Linked DNA regions of Sus scrofa: region 1 is linked to region 2. Evidence: chromatin contacts called from public Hi-C data. All regions are on one chromosome and are shown on one strand. Each heading gives the region's core, a stretch centred on a gene start, on an enhancer-like site or on the middle of the called end of the contact. The rest is flanking DNA. Distances are from core to core; before and after follow the strand shown.

What was found. A called contact is a pair of places that touch in the nucleus more often than the background predicts.
Region 1: a Hi-C map of skeletal muscle shows a contact between it and region 2, with 9 times the contacts expected there. The contact joins the enhancer-like site here to the promoter of SERPINB1 in region 2. A contact is called at or near these places in 2 of 5 promoter capture datasets (fetal skeletal muscle and liver), 31 of 47 Hi-C or Micro-C datasets (adipose tissue, alveolar macrophages, blood and 15 more) and 2 of 2 datasets of contacts at active chromatin or transcription factors (alveolar macrophages and skeletal muscle).

Annotation. Positions count from the first base shown.
Region 1 is chr7:1,774,776-1,781,646 of Sscrofa11.1, forward strand. It overlaps LOC106504299 (a long non-coding RNA gene), which reads right to left and starts at 1,369. Exons shown (of 7, transcript XR_002346227.1): 1 at 1,281-1,369. Within about 2 kb of position 5,581, at least 38 of the 83 cell types and tissues checked have an H3K27ac peak or open chromatin away from gene starts, as enhancers often do. A contact at or near this core is called in adipose tissue, fetal skeletal muscle, mesenteric adipose tissue and 4 more, where this site is marked.
Region 2 is chr7:1,691,892-1,698,729 of Sscrofa11.1, forward strand. SERPINB1 (leukocyte elastase inhibitor) reads right to left here and starts at 1,422. Exons shown (of 7, transcript XM_003482119.4): 1 at 1,316-1,422; 2 at 128-302. The coding sequence starts at 295.

The sequences.
Region 1 (6,871 bases), core at 4,331-6,830, 87 kb after region 2:
GAGGTGCCCTTGGCATAAACAGAAAAGAATGGTGATTCTGTTCACTCTGATTTCACTGTTACTGGCTGGAAGTGGCAGCAAAAAGTGGAAAGTAAGAATATGTCTTAGATTGGAATTGGTCTCATATAACCTTTTTTTTTTTTTTTTCTTTATAGGGCCACACCTGTGGCATATGGAGATTTCCCAGGCTAGGGGTCGAATCAGAGCTGTAGCTGCTGGCCTACACCACAGCCACAGCAATGCCGGATCCTTAACCCACTGAGCGAGGCGCCAGGGATCGAACCCACGTCCTCATGGCTCCTAGTCGGGTTCCTTAACCACTGAGCCATGACAGGAACTCTTCGTATAATCTTAAATGCTTGGTTTACATGTCCAAGTTGACTAAAACTGTGACCTTTCTCTGTGGTGGCATGAAGCCCAGGGTGAGATTACTTGGGAGTTGGGAACAGTGGGACACGCCCAGAAACTGAGAACCGCGGCCCTTCCTGCTCATCAGGCTGCCCCCCCAACACACAGCAACCCAGGCCGCAGGACGCTAATCCAAAGGTTACCCTTCACAGGCCCCCTGCTCGCAGGTGTCCCAAAGCACAGCTGGGGAGAGAAGCAAAGGAGCCAGCACTGACCCAGCTTCCCCAGCAGCTGGGGACTCATTTTCCATACTTCCCCCCCCCCCAACGAAACTTTATGGGGGGGGGTAAGTGCCAAATTCATCTAGCACGCAAACCCCAAGTATGATTAAAATTTCCCCCACGTTCTCAGCCCTAAAGACATCAAGTCTTGTCATCTTTTGCCTGCGGCGAGTTTAACTAAAAAACAGACTTAACAGGATCTGAAATGGTCCTCACGATTGTCTCTGCAGGCCTGAGTGGCCACGGACGCTCCCGAACGCAGGCCACACCGCAGGGCAGGAGACCGCTGGGCAGCGAGGTCCGCCGGGACATCGACCGGCGGCTTCTCTCCCGCTTCCAGCCCCACCCACCCGGCTCCCAACGCCCGGCGCCCTGCGACGCGCCCGCGGGCTCTCCCGGGGCCGCGGCCGGCCGTGGTCACCTGTGCGCGCGGGGCCGGACGCAGCGTCCCGGGAGGCTGGGCGCCGCCCCCGTGCGTCGCGGGCAGGTCCGAGGGTCCTGGCGCCCCGGGCGGCGGCGGCCGCAACACTCACCGCGCCGCCGATACGAAAGGGAACCCCAGCGGGACGCGCGCCCCCGCCAGGCCGCTCGGCCCGCCTCCCCGCCCCGCCCGCAGGCGCGACCTCGCGGCCGGACGACCCACACACGTACCCGAGCGCGACCGGAGCGTGCGGGGCGGCGGTGAGGCGATCGCGGCGTCCGGGGCCTCAAATACCGCGGCCGGCAGGGGCGGGGCCGGGGCGGGGCCGAGGGGGCGGGGCTGGGCGGCCGAGGGGGCGGGGCGGGCCGGCCCTGGCCGGGCAGGGCCGAGTGGAGTTGGCGACAGGTGCGCCACTGTGTCCTTTCCGTCCCCAGTGCGGTGTCGCCTCCTTGGGGCCACTACGGGCGCGGATGGAGCGAATGCCTTATCCTCCTAGAAATGGAATTGCTAGGAATACTACAGATATATTTTTGTTAGTTGTCAAATTCCTCTCCTTCGGGATTGTCATTTTGTCCTCTCACCAGCTATGTCCAAGAGCTTCTTCATACCCTTGCCGGCAGTGATGCCTGGAAACCTTTGGATTTTTACCCATCTGATAGGTGAGAAATACTGTCTCAGGGAATTAACATTTACTTTATCATAAGTGAGGCTGAAAAATACATAAGCCATTACCTCTGTTTTACACCCCCACCCCCCCACCCCTGTGAACTGTTCATGACTTTTTGTTCATTTTTAAAATTAGTTTGTTTGTTTTTGTTTTTTAGGACCGCACCTGCGGCATATGTAGGTTCGCAGGCTAGGGGTGGAATTGGAGCTACAGCTGTCGGCCGGCATCACAGCCACAGCAACACTGGGTCTGAGCCACGTATGCGACCTACGCCACAGCTCCTGGCCACGCCGCCGGATCCCCCACCAGCTGAGCGAGGCGACGGATAGAACCCACATCCTCTTGCATGTTAGTCGGATTCATTTAGGCTGCGCCCCAATGGGAACTTCCTTCTCCTTGGTTCTTTTTGTTTGTTTCTTCTAGGGCCGCTCCCGCGGCTTGTGGAGTTTCCCAGGCTAGGGGTCGAATCAGAGCTGTAGCCGCCAGCCTACACCACAGCCACAGCAACGCGGGATCCGAGCCGCGTCTGCAGCCTACACCACATGTCACGGCAATGCCGGGTCCTTAACCCACGGAGCAAGGGCAGGGACCGAACCTGCAACCTCATGGTTCCTAGTCGGATTCCTTAACCACTGCACCACGACGGGAACTCCCTTTTCCTTGGTTCTTACCTGCTCTTTATGTATTAGCATGATTAGTCTTCGTAGCACAAGTCACAAATATTTTTACCCAGCCTCTCAGCTGTCTTCTGATAGTGCTTCTGATGATTTTGGCATATATTTTTTATTGCAGTCTAATTTGATTATTTTTCCTTTACGGCGTATAGATTTTTGGATCATAGTTAGGAAGTCTTTCTCCCGATTGTGCAGTTCACCAGGGTTTTCTTCCACTAGTTATGTGGTTTTTTGGAGTTTGGGTTTTGTTTTTGTTTTGTTTTGTTTTTTACTACAGCTGATCCATTTAGGGTTTGTCCTGGTGTATAGGAAATGTAGATCCAATTTTAATTCTTTCAGATGCCTTTCCAGTTGTTCCAACTCCTTTTTTTTAAAAAAATCCGTATTTTTACTGATAATTTGACAGGCCACTTTATTATATACCAAACAGCTGCAGGCACTCTGGCCTGCTTCAGCTGGTCAGTCACTCTAAAATATAGAGCTTTCCTGATGCAGGTACGCCTGGGACAGCGCGTACCCTTCATTGCTCCTTTGTTTCAGGGTTTTCCTGACTGTCCTTGCTTCTTTTATTTTCCCATAAAAACTAAAAAGTCAACTTGTCTGACTCTCCAAAAAAAAAGTACTCACATATTTGTTAGAACCATACTGAATTTAGCTTGTGTTGAGTTCATATTGCACTGATTTAGTTGTGCTGTCTGAAGGGGAGCAGAATATGCCACCCGAGAATGTGCCCCTTTGGCATGTGGGTTATTGTGAGCAGAAGGCAATCAAGACCTGGCAGACTCAGGAAAACTTTGACCTCCCCTTTATTTGCCTAAAAGATATTGACTAAAAGATGCAGGGACCTGGCCTAGAAAGAGAGCCGTTTATTACCGGAGATAACTTTGTACCTGAAAGACTTACCTGCAGGGCAGGGCAAACCAAAGGTCTGCTCTCCTACGTCCTTGGGATGGCCCTCCCCCCGTGAGAAGCCCCGGCCCCACCCCATTCCTCCGCTCAGGGTGACACAGGAGCCTCGATGGCCCGATCGCCTTTGGGTCTTACAGCTTCAGGGGACTCCCACACATAGGAATCTAAATGTGTTTTTCTCCTGTTAATCCGTCTAAAGCCAATTCAACTGTTAGACCAGCCCAAGAACCTGGAGAGGTCGAAGGACTTCTTAATCCTCTCCCCAGCCAAGAACCTGCAGGATCTTTCTGTTCGCACAAATAGGTTTTTTCTCTTTTTCAGGAGTACTTTAAAAGTTTTCTTCAGGGAAGGTTTGCCCCTCTCTTGTTGAATGTATTCCTGGTTATTTCATCTTTCCGTCGATATTGCGAGCAAGCACTTTTCTTCCCTTGTGTTTTCCTACCGGCTTCTCCTTGTCTGTCAGAAGATTGTTTTTATGTGGTAACTTTTAACCTAGTGCCCTTATGAATTTTCTTACTGTTTGTATTAGGGTTTTTTTCCCCATTGATTCTTTTGAGTCCCTGAGTCCTACAGCTATATTTTATCACCTGCAAATAGAGATTGTTGTATTTCTTCCCCCAGTTTTCATGTCTCTGATCATTTTCTCTTGTTCGATTGCATCACCTCCAATAGGGTAAATTTCTTATCCTACCTACCTTTTAGTACTTTAATATCTCCAAAATAAAAAGGTGCGCCCAGGAAGCCAGCCTGGTTCCGCAAAAGAACAGGTCATTCCTAACCTCATTTGCTTTTTCTCAAGCTAGGGTCGCTTGGCAGGGAGACCTAGGCGGGGGTTCTCTCGGCCAGTATTCGCTGCCATCTTGCCTGGATTCAAACTGGGTGGGAGAACTGTTTTCCAAATTACGTAGGCTAATAAGTCTAGACTCAGCACCCTCCTTTCTAGAAAGATTTCTCTTAGCATAAAGTTGTTAAGCGTGTGTTTGTCACATTTTCGAAACTTAATACCCTAAGAGGCTTATAATGAAAAACAGAATCAAATCCCACATCAGACCCCAAAATCAGATATAGCAAAATAAATGGTATGAGTACACAGCTGAAACTACTCTGATCACAGTTCACGTGACAAAGGCCTGGGTTTCAACTGTCTCTAACTAAGCATGAAATACCAGCGTGATGTGGTATCACTGGAAATGCTTGCAGGATCCCCCCACCATTTAGCCACGGATTTACAGGTGGGAAGAGGTTACTGGCAGTCTTTGATAAAGACCCCTGGCAACCCGGTCTGCAGAGCCGCGTGGCTGAAGATCTAAGTGTTACCATTGCACCACTACTCAGAGCTCTTCTGTGTTTTATCCTCTCTTCCTCATTGCTGCTGTTCAGCCACTAGATATACTGGCATCAGCTCCCTGTTGGACAGTGCCACTCTCTCCAGACCACAGACCACAGCGAGGATGGAAAGGCCAGCGAGGTGAAGCGGTGAAACCCTGGGTCTCACCTGCACCTGGTTTCCTCCAGGCTTTGCAGTGTTGGGCCTTTCGCTCCCAGAATGACCTAGGGCAGTTGTTGTGGCAGCTGAGTTGGGGGGTGGTCATTGGTGAATGAAGAGTACCCCTGCCCACTGGCGGAAGGACACGTACAGCTGTTGCTCAGTAATACCAGGTGATTCATTCGAGTCCGATGTTTAGAAAACTCACTTCAGATACAGCAATGATGTCAACAAAAGTGACTCCAGAGGATGCCTTTTCTGTCCAGTCCTGCTAACTGGCCCCTGACGCTAACCTGACAACATCTGGCCTCACTCAGCAAGAGAATGGCATTTTCTTGCCCCACATGACCCCAGATAAGGAGACTGGTTCCTTTGATTTCAGTGTCAGAGGAATTCAGCAGTCCATGCACAAGAAACAGAAACAGCGCCTTTTGGGTGTTGCTGGAACGGTCTGATGTTTCAGTAGGCAGCTTAAACCCGAGATGAACAAAGACTCTTGGCCGTGGTTCCACACGCAGTTCATCGGGTTTATGAATCTGAGATTGTTACAGGCAGATATTTTCTTTCGTAGTATTTTATTTTTGAAAATAGTCCTTTCAAATGTTGGAAATAATATATTGGTAAAAAACACACTCAAAAGGCACATTGCAACCCATATCCAACCCATGTGACGCAAGTCAGTTTTGATGATGGAGCACAGGCAGCATCTCACCCGGAACCAGCGTGAAAGGCAGCAGCCACACAGCTCACCGAGCACGTGTCTTCTGTCCTGCTGACATTGCAGCTCCAGCACAACAGCGGGAAGGGCTGCTCTCCTAATGCCAGCCCCTCTCTGTGACGTCTGGGCCGTGAACGTAGCTGCACTCTGTGCATTTTTCAGTGTTGTATGGCCCGACTGGCTCACAGCATCGGAAGACTATTTCTGCCTCATGCCCATGGCAGCGATGGACTTGGATTGATTTAGCCACGTTTACTTGTAAAACATCAGATCACAGTGTACGAGCTGCCAAAGGCTACTTCTAAATCAGCAACCAGGAAATTAGATGAGTAACAGAACTTTATCCTAATGGGTTAAACTGTCCGGGAATACGTCAGCTGCTTACTAACTCAAGCTAATTAAGCGAGTGTTTATCACAGTCTGTAGTGTGACGCTCCGAGACTGGTCCTGGGCTTGGATGCAGGACCCGAAATGAGTTCCGGGGCAACGATCCACATCTGTTTGGTTTCCTTGGAGACAGTGAACATGGCAGTGTTTCCTGCAAACAGCAGAAGTTGTCCAGATGACGTGGCACCTTCCCTGTGAGCAAGCTGCAGGACCTCAGCGCTTCATACCGGATGGCCCAACAGTTCTTCCAAAGAAACCGCAGCAGCCACTCCCAGGGATTCACTTGAGAGTCACGTCCGGGTCGTGGGTCCCTTTGGAAAGATCAGGCGAGCAGCAGCCCACAGGTTAGGAGTCTAGGAACAGAGAGTTGGACCCTGCTGAGGCCAAAATGCATGTAACCTTGCCTTGGGCCAGTGACAGGCCACCCAAGAAGCCAGTTGAAAGTAAGACTCTGCCCAATGTGGGCAGAATGATGAGCCTGCAGGTGGTGGGTGGATACAGGGCCACATACCCTTCCTGGGAAGGGGGGGGAACACCCTTTTTTCCCTCCGGGGAGGAAGGTCTGAGCTCTGCATTATTTCTACCCCAGAAAATGCCAGTATTTAAGGAGCTGCTGACAGCTCCTCTTCTCGTCTCCTCGGCTACGTGTGCACAGCCAAGGGGCGGACCCCGGGTTTCTCCACGTCTTCTCTTTAAGGACAGCGTAGGAGGGACCCTGAGCTCCCCCAGCTCTGAGGGAAGGACAGCCACACACCCACAGCCTTCAGTACGGACCTGACACGGACGTACCTCTCTCCTTCCCCGAGTTCTTGGGAAGCTCTGGCTTGGATTCGCTGCCTGCGTGACCTCGATGAAGATAATTCCCGAGGAGGGTGAAGGACGAAGAGATGCAACCAGGCGGTGCTCTCCTGCCCTACTTGACGCTTCCCTATCGCACTGTTTTGAAATGAGAAAGAGACTTTTTTTGTTTTCTTTTTATG
Region 2 (6,838 bases), core at 172-2,671:
GCACAACGCTGAGCACAGAAGCCCAGTTCCACAAACGCGCTGCCCGAGCTCAAAAGCACGGCTTTCCGGTTCAGCCTGTGGTAGGACTCAGCAGTGGCACTGGGCTATCGCTGCTGGTTTTGCTGACCTTGGACATCTGGGCCTCCGTGTTGCCTCTGGTCCCCAGAAGGATCATGGCCAGTGCTGACGAAATGCTGAAGGGGGAGATGAAGATGTTCCCAGCAGGATTGCTCTCATTCAGGGCGCGGAACAGGTCCAAGGCGAAGCGGGTGTTGGCCGCGCTCAGCTGCTCCATGGCGAAGCTGCAGCACAGAAGAGCCCAGAGCTGCTGGCTGCCACACCCGCGCCAGCAGTGTCACTTCCCCACCTCCTCCTCAGCCTGGCCAGCCACCCTGAGACACCCGGGGCTTCTGCTCTCTTCTTGTCCCAGGAGGGCAAAAACCCTCCACGTGCCCCAAAGTGCAAGGTGGGGGCGGCCGGCCAAGGATTCGGCAGTGACACGGGGTCAAGACCTGTGGCCTCAAGGGCCCAGGTGCCTGGGAGGGCTCCCCTGCGACATGGGGGGGGCACATACCTCCCACCCTTCCCTTCAAGCCTCTGATTCACTTGAGCCATGAATCCATTGCCCACATTTATCTGAAAGAGGCTGTTGCTATTAGAAAATCATAGCTGCCTGCTGCTCTTTAAAGCACATTCCAGCAAAGGAGGAACAATGGCCCTCATTTTGAGATTCACTTGCTAATGTTTGAGGGGTTACAGGCTGCGAGAGTTGAAAACCCAACCCAGGCCCCAAGTTAGGCTGGGCGGCGGGGCAAGCAGAAGGTGACAGGTGTCCTGTCACAGCCGCAGGCAGCTGGGACCCCGCAGCTGAAGCCCTGCCCTTGGTCTCCGCTCGGCCAGCCTGACCCAACTTCCCCACCTGAGCTCTGCGCTCAGAGCCCAGTTTCCCCCGAATACACGGGGGAGACGCTCAGCGTGTAGGTAATAGGATGAATTACTGCTGTTGCTGAGGAACATCCGGGATCGCACTGGCCTCCCTGCCCCACCTCGAGCCAAGAAAGGAGAAGCGGGCTGCGTGAAAACTGCCACAAAAAAACTCCGGGAAGTAGGGAGAGAAAACTCCAGTTTCGGTTCCGCCTTCGGGCCGCCAGGGAGCGACCTTCGTCCCTGCAGGCCGCCCGGCCTTGGGCCCCGGTTGCGGCGCGGGAGCCCCGGGCCGGAGTGGCCACGGGGCCGGGGGCCCCGCGGGCGCTCTCGGATCGACCGCGCCGACCTCCCCGCCCGCCCCACCTCCCGCGCCGCCCGCGGGCCTTACCGCAGCTCAGCCGCCCGGGCGGGATGCGAGGTGCTGGAGAGCGCGGCGCGCGGACTTTATAGCGGCAGGAGGGAGGGCGTGGCCCCTGCGGGTGGGCGGGGCGGCCCCGCCCGGGGGCTTCCTTCCCAGCAGTCCCGCTGGGCTGGGCTGGGCTGGGCACACGGCTCTGGCACATCGCGCTGGGCGTCTCGGGCTGGGCAGGCCTCCACGCAGCGCTCTCAGGGGATCAGCACTTCTCTGAGTTCCAGGCAAACTCAGATCTCTGCCAATGCTCTGATGGGCCATTTCTTACCAAGGTGTGAATGACAGAGGTGGCATAATGTGTCACCACTTAGAGGAATCTTTTGAATCTTATCTATGCACTCCAAACGCTCGGATTATTGGGGGGAGGTGATAAAACAGAATCAGTTCTGGAGTTCCCGTCATGGCTCTGTGGTTGACGAATCCGACTAGGAACCATGAGGTTTCGGGTTCGATCCCCGCCCTTGTTCAGTGGGTTGAGGATCCGGCGTTGCTGTGAGCTGTGGTGCAGGTTGCAGACACAGCTCGGATCCCGCATTGCTGTGGCTCTGGCGTAGGCTGGCAGCTACAGCTCCGATTAGACCCCTAGCCTGGGAACCTCCCTATGCCGCGGGTGCGGCCCTAGAAAAAGCAAAAAGACAAAAACCACAGAAAGCAGACTCAGTTCCAAACCACATCCTTGATGTCACTGTCTCTCAGGTACCAAGCTCAGCCCGGAACTCCCCTGGCAAGTGACGACTTTGCCAGGCTGGGTCAGTGTGCACACCACACACCACGACAACACCGTCTCCATGAATAAAGGATTTCTTACCCATTATACGAAAACATAAGCTGTCCAGCGTAATGTTAAAATGCTAAAACTAGAATGACTGTAGTTGAATAATGAAAGCAGTAACTTTCTGTGAAGTTTCTTGTTTATTTGTTTGTCCTTTAAATGCCTGGGTGTGTAATTTCACCAAAATGTATAGTACTTGAGGGTATGAAACGATTCTGCCATCTTGACACTTCTTCCCTGCTTTCATACAAATCTCAACATGCAAGGGGGACGAAGGAAAAATCCTATTTTTTAGTTAGTATGGATAATATAGTGTAAATGGGTTTGTGGTTTTTTTGACTCCGAGACTTTGTTTATAAGAAAAGGAGCAGAGAAGATTAGTAATGACAGATAAACATACTCTCCATAGTTTTTAAAAAAGCAGCAAGAAGGTAACAGCTAAGAGTGTAGGGTGTCTTACAACTGGTTGGAATAAAGAAACCGACGTCTGCTGAAAACCAGCTGCAGTCATGTTGAGTGGTTTGATAAAGTCGGTCACCTGCCCATCATTTCTTGCAGAACTAGAGCCCCCTCGTCCGCTTCTAGCAAGAGGCGGCTGTGAGGACGTTAAGAGGCTGCGCCGAAGAGTCGTTAAAATCCGAGACACAAAAAACGGAGGAAAAATGGGTTCTAAATTTTCTTTTCTTCCCCTGACATTCTGTATGTGCTCCCGTGGAGTTAGTAAAATCTGGGTCAAATATGAAATGAAACCACTTCCTAAGTCAATACATATCCCATATAAGGTTCAGACAGAATGGACATCACACACCTGTCATCAGTCCGTCCATGTCCTGTGTAAGGCAGAGGCAGGGGGCTTGGGGCCTCGTGCTCGGGGCCTCCATGGAATGGACCCCTGCCCGAGGTCACACAGAGTCTCGGACACGCGTGATGGTACCCGCGGTTCGGTGCAGTGTTTGGTGTGTCTGCTCGGCTCGCAGGCATCATACCCTGGCTAGATCAGTGACCTCGCCCCGCGACAGACCCAACAGACCCGGGACAGAACGCCGTGAGGCCGGGGCCCCGGGGGGCAGGCACAAGCTCGCTCATCACAGCGGGACATGCATCAGCCCCCAGCAGACGATGGAGAAATCGGACCACAGAACAGCAGGGGAAACGCACAGACCGCAGCGGGCATCTCCCGAGCACACTGCAGAGGAAGGACGGGCACGCAGGGTGTGGACCGGAGGTTCTGGTGACACAGAGGTTGGAAACAGGCCGGAGCAAGCTGTGGTCCAGCGGTCAGGAGGGAAGGGACGCTTCCTGGACCAAGGGGGGTTGCACAGACTGCATCTTCCTCTTTTCTGTTTTCTTGACGCTCTGGCATCTGGGCCCAGTTCCCAGAGACGGAGAATGACTCTCCCGCAAGGGTTCCTTTGACACACAAACCCACCAGCTAATGGGCATTCTCAACCCGCTCCTTCATCACACCCACCCCAGCACCTCCACCAGGCAACTGGAACCCGGCGGAGAGCCCCAGCCCAGGGACAGGCCCCAACTCTCCAGTCCTAAGTTTCCCTGTGCACCTGCCCTGCCCTCCTCCATGACCTGCAAGAACCCCAGGAGAGGCTCTGGGCCGCCACCTCTGCCCTTTCCTCCCACTGCTGGCCCAGCTGGGCACTTCCCAGCTCCCACAGGACGTCGCGTGGCATCGCGTGCCTCCTATATCCACGGCCACGGCGGCCTGATTAGAACTAGTCCTGTGTTCGTTTTAACACATGGGTTGTGGGTGGGACGGCACGGTGGGGGAGGGGACATCTGCGGGGCTGAAAACCTGTCATTTCTGGACATGATTTTGTGCTAACGCATTCCCGCGTGCCGGAAGGGGGATGAGGCCGGTCCTGAGGGCCTGGCCAGCCTTGGCAGGGCGGCCTGAGGACGTGAGGACCAGCCCTGTCCTCTGAGCGTCCACCGGGGCTGCGAGTTCTAGGCAGTGGTAGCCAACATTTTACAGTTCTCTTGATTTTGTTCAGAAGTTTCTAGTTGGATGAAACAAGGTGAAGGTGGGACAAGCTTGCCACGCGCTTACCGTGTTCACTGAGCACGCGAACGAATCTGGCGTTCTTATGAGAGTCGGAAGACCCAGACCCGTCTTAAAAAACTGCCAGCCCGAGTCAGAGTCACCTGAAACACCAAGTCACCACGTGACAAGCCGAGCGCCCCCGCTCTTCGCTCCAGAGTGAAACAGACTTTCTAGAAAAGGAACTGGGAAAAGTGAAGCTCAGATGCTCTGAACAAGGTGAACTGATGAGAAGAAGGTGTTATCAGGACACAGCCATCGAAGGTGAGTTGGATTCCAAATAGAACACGGCCCGCCCGCATCACCAGCCAGTCTTGGGCTGAAAGGAGCCCCCCCCTCTCCTCGGAACACACAGTGCGCACCCCTTTCTTCCAGCCTGAGGTCCTAAAAGCGCCTTCTCATCACTCCCTCCCTTCAGGGAGGGCACCACCAACCCTGCACCCTGCCCTCCGTGTTGTCCTGGCAGCTTGTCTTGTTTTCCAATTCCGCTTAAGAAATTCAATAAGGGAGAGTTCCCATCATGGCTCAGTGGTTAACGAATCCGACTAGGAACCATGAGGTTGCGGGTTCGGTCCCTGCCCTTTCTCAGTGGGTTAACGATCCGGCGTTGCTGTGAGAGGTGGTGTAGGTTGCAGACGCGGCTCGGATCCTGCATTGCTGTGCCTGTGGTGTAGGCCGGCGGCTACAGCTCAGATTCGACCCCTAGCCTGGGAACCTCCATATGCCGCGGGAGTGGCCCAAGAAATAGCAAAAAGACCAAAAAAAAAAAAAAAAAATTCAATAAGTGGGAGTTCCCATCATGGCTCAGCCGAAACAAATCTGACTAGTCTCCATGAAGACACAGGTTTGATCCCTGGCCTCATGTAGTGGGTTAAGAATCCAGCATTGCCATGGGCTGCGGTGTAGGCCAGCTGCTACAGCTCCAATTCGACCCCTAGCCCCTCCGATTCGATCCCTATGCCATAGGTGTGACCCTAAAAAGATAGAAAAAAAAAAAAAAATGAGTTCCTTCTGTGGCCCAGCGGGTTAAGGATCCAGCATTGCTACAGCTGAAGGTCATAGGTGCAGCTTGATCCCTGGCCCAGGAACGTCCATAGGCTGCAGGTGTGGCCAAAAAAAGAGGAGTTCCCATTGTGGCTCAGTGGGTTAAGAACCTGACATAGTGTTGATGAGGATGCCTGGCCTCATTCAGTGACTTAAGGATCTGGCGTTGGCACAAGCTGCAGGGTAGGTCACAGATGCAGCTCAGATCCTGTGTTGCTGTGGCTGTGGTGTAGGCCCAAAAAGAAAAAAAAGAAAAATTAAATAAGTGAATTTTTATACTTTTGATCAAATTGAAGCTTGGTGGAATTATAGTCTCACAGTGGTTTGAAAATATATTAGGATAATTATGAGCATGTTATTTCCATGAGCTCTCCAGATAATAAGATACTTTGTTTTAGATAATCTTCAAACAAAAGCAAAACTTACAATAGTCCATGAGCATGGAAACATTTTAAACTTAAAAAGTAATTTTTTTTTTTTTTTTTTTTTTTTTTTTTTTTTTTTTTTTTTGCTTTTTAGGGCCACACCCACGGCCCATGGAGGTTCCCAGGCTAGGGGTTGAATCGGAGCTATAGCTGCCAGCCTACACCACAGCCACAGCAACAAAGGATCCAAGCCATGTCTGTGACCTACACTACAGCTCATGGCAATGCCAGATCCTTAACCAGCTAAACAAGGCCAGGGATTGAACCCTCAACCTCATGGTTACTAGTCAGATTCATTTCCTCTGGGCCACAAGGGGAACTCCAAAAGTCATTTTTGTATACTAAGAGCTGCATTTACTACAGTTAGAAATATAGAAAAAACCTGATAATGTATTTAAATAACTGTTTAATTTAGAATAATTTATTTTTAACTTGTTTTTTCTTTAATTTTTTATTAGCATTTTGGGGAGTCTTTTTTTTCTTTTGTCCTTTTAGGGCCGAACCCACGGCATATGGAGGTTCCCAAGCTGGATCACATCGGAGCTATAGCTGCTGGCCTCACCAGAGCCACAGCAACGCCAGATCTGAGCCACGTCTGCGACCTACACCACAGCTCCAGGCAAAGCCGGATCCTTAACTCGCTGAGCAAGACTAGGGATCAAACCCAAAACCTCATGGTTCCTGGTTGGATTCATTTCCACTGCGCCATGACGGGAACTCCTTAGTATATTGTTGATTTATGATGTTGTGCCACTTTCTGCTCTACAGCAAAGCCACCCAGTCATACGTATATACACTCCCTTATTAACTTGTTACAACAAGAAAAATGAGTCAGAATCACTTTACAATACTATTTTTTTGCTCTGTACGGTCTGAGAGTTTTAGGTGAGACATAGTAATTTCATGACAGTGAGTAACTTTGGACCCTGGGCTCTGGTTGCAAAGTGATTCAATACCCACTGCCCCAGGAAATCCTAAGTCAGTTATATTCCCATAGCCTGAGCAGCTTCAGTGTCTGTGGCCAAAGAAACAGATAAAATAACTTCTCGGAATTTCTTTTAGTCCTGTTATATTCTGTTAAATAATGGAACAATATAATCCAGCAATCCCGCTCCTGAGCCTACGTCCAGAGGAGACTGGAATTAGAAAAGATACACATACCCCATGTTCACAGCAGCACTATTTACAGTCACCAAAACCTA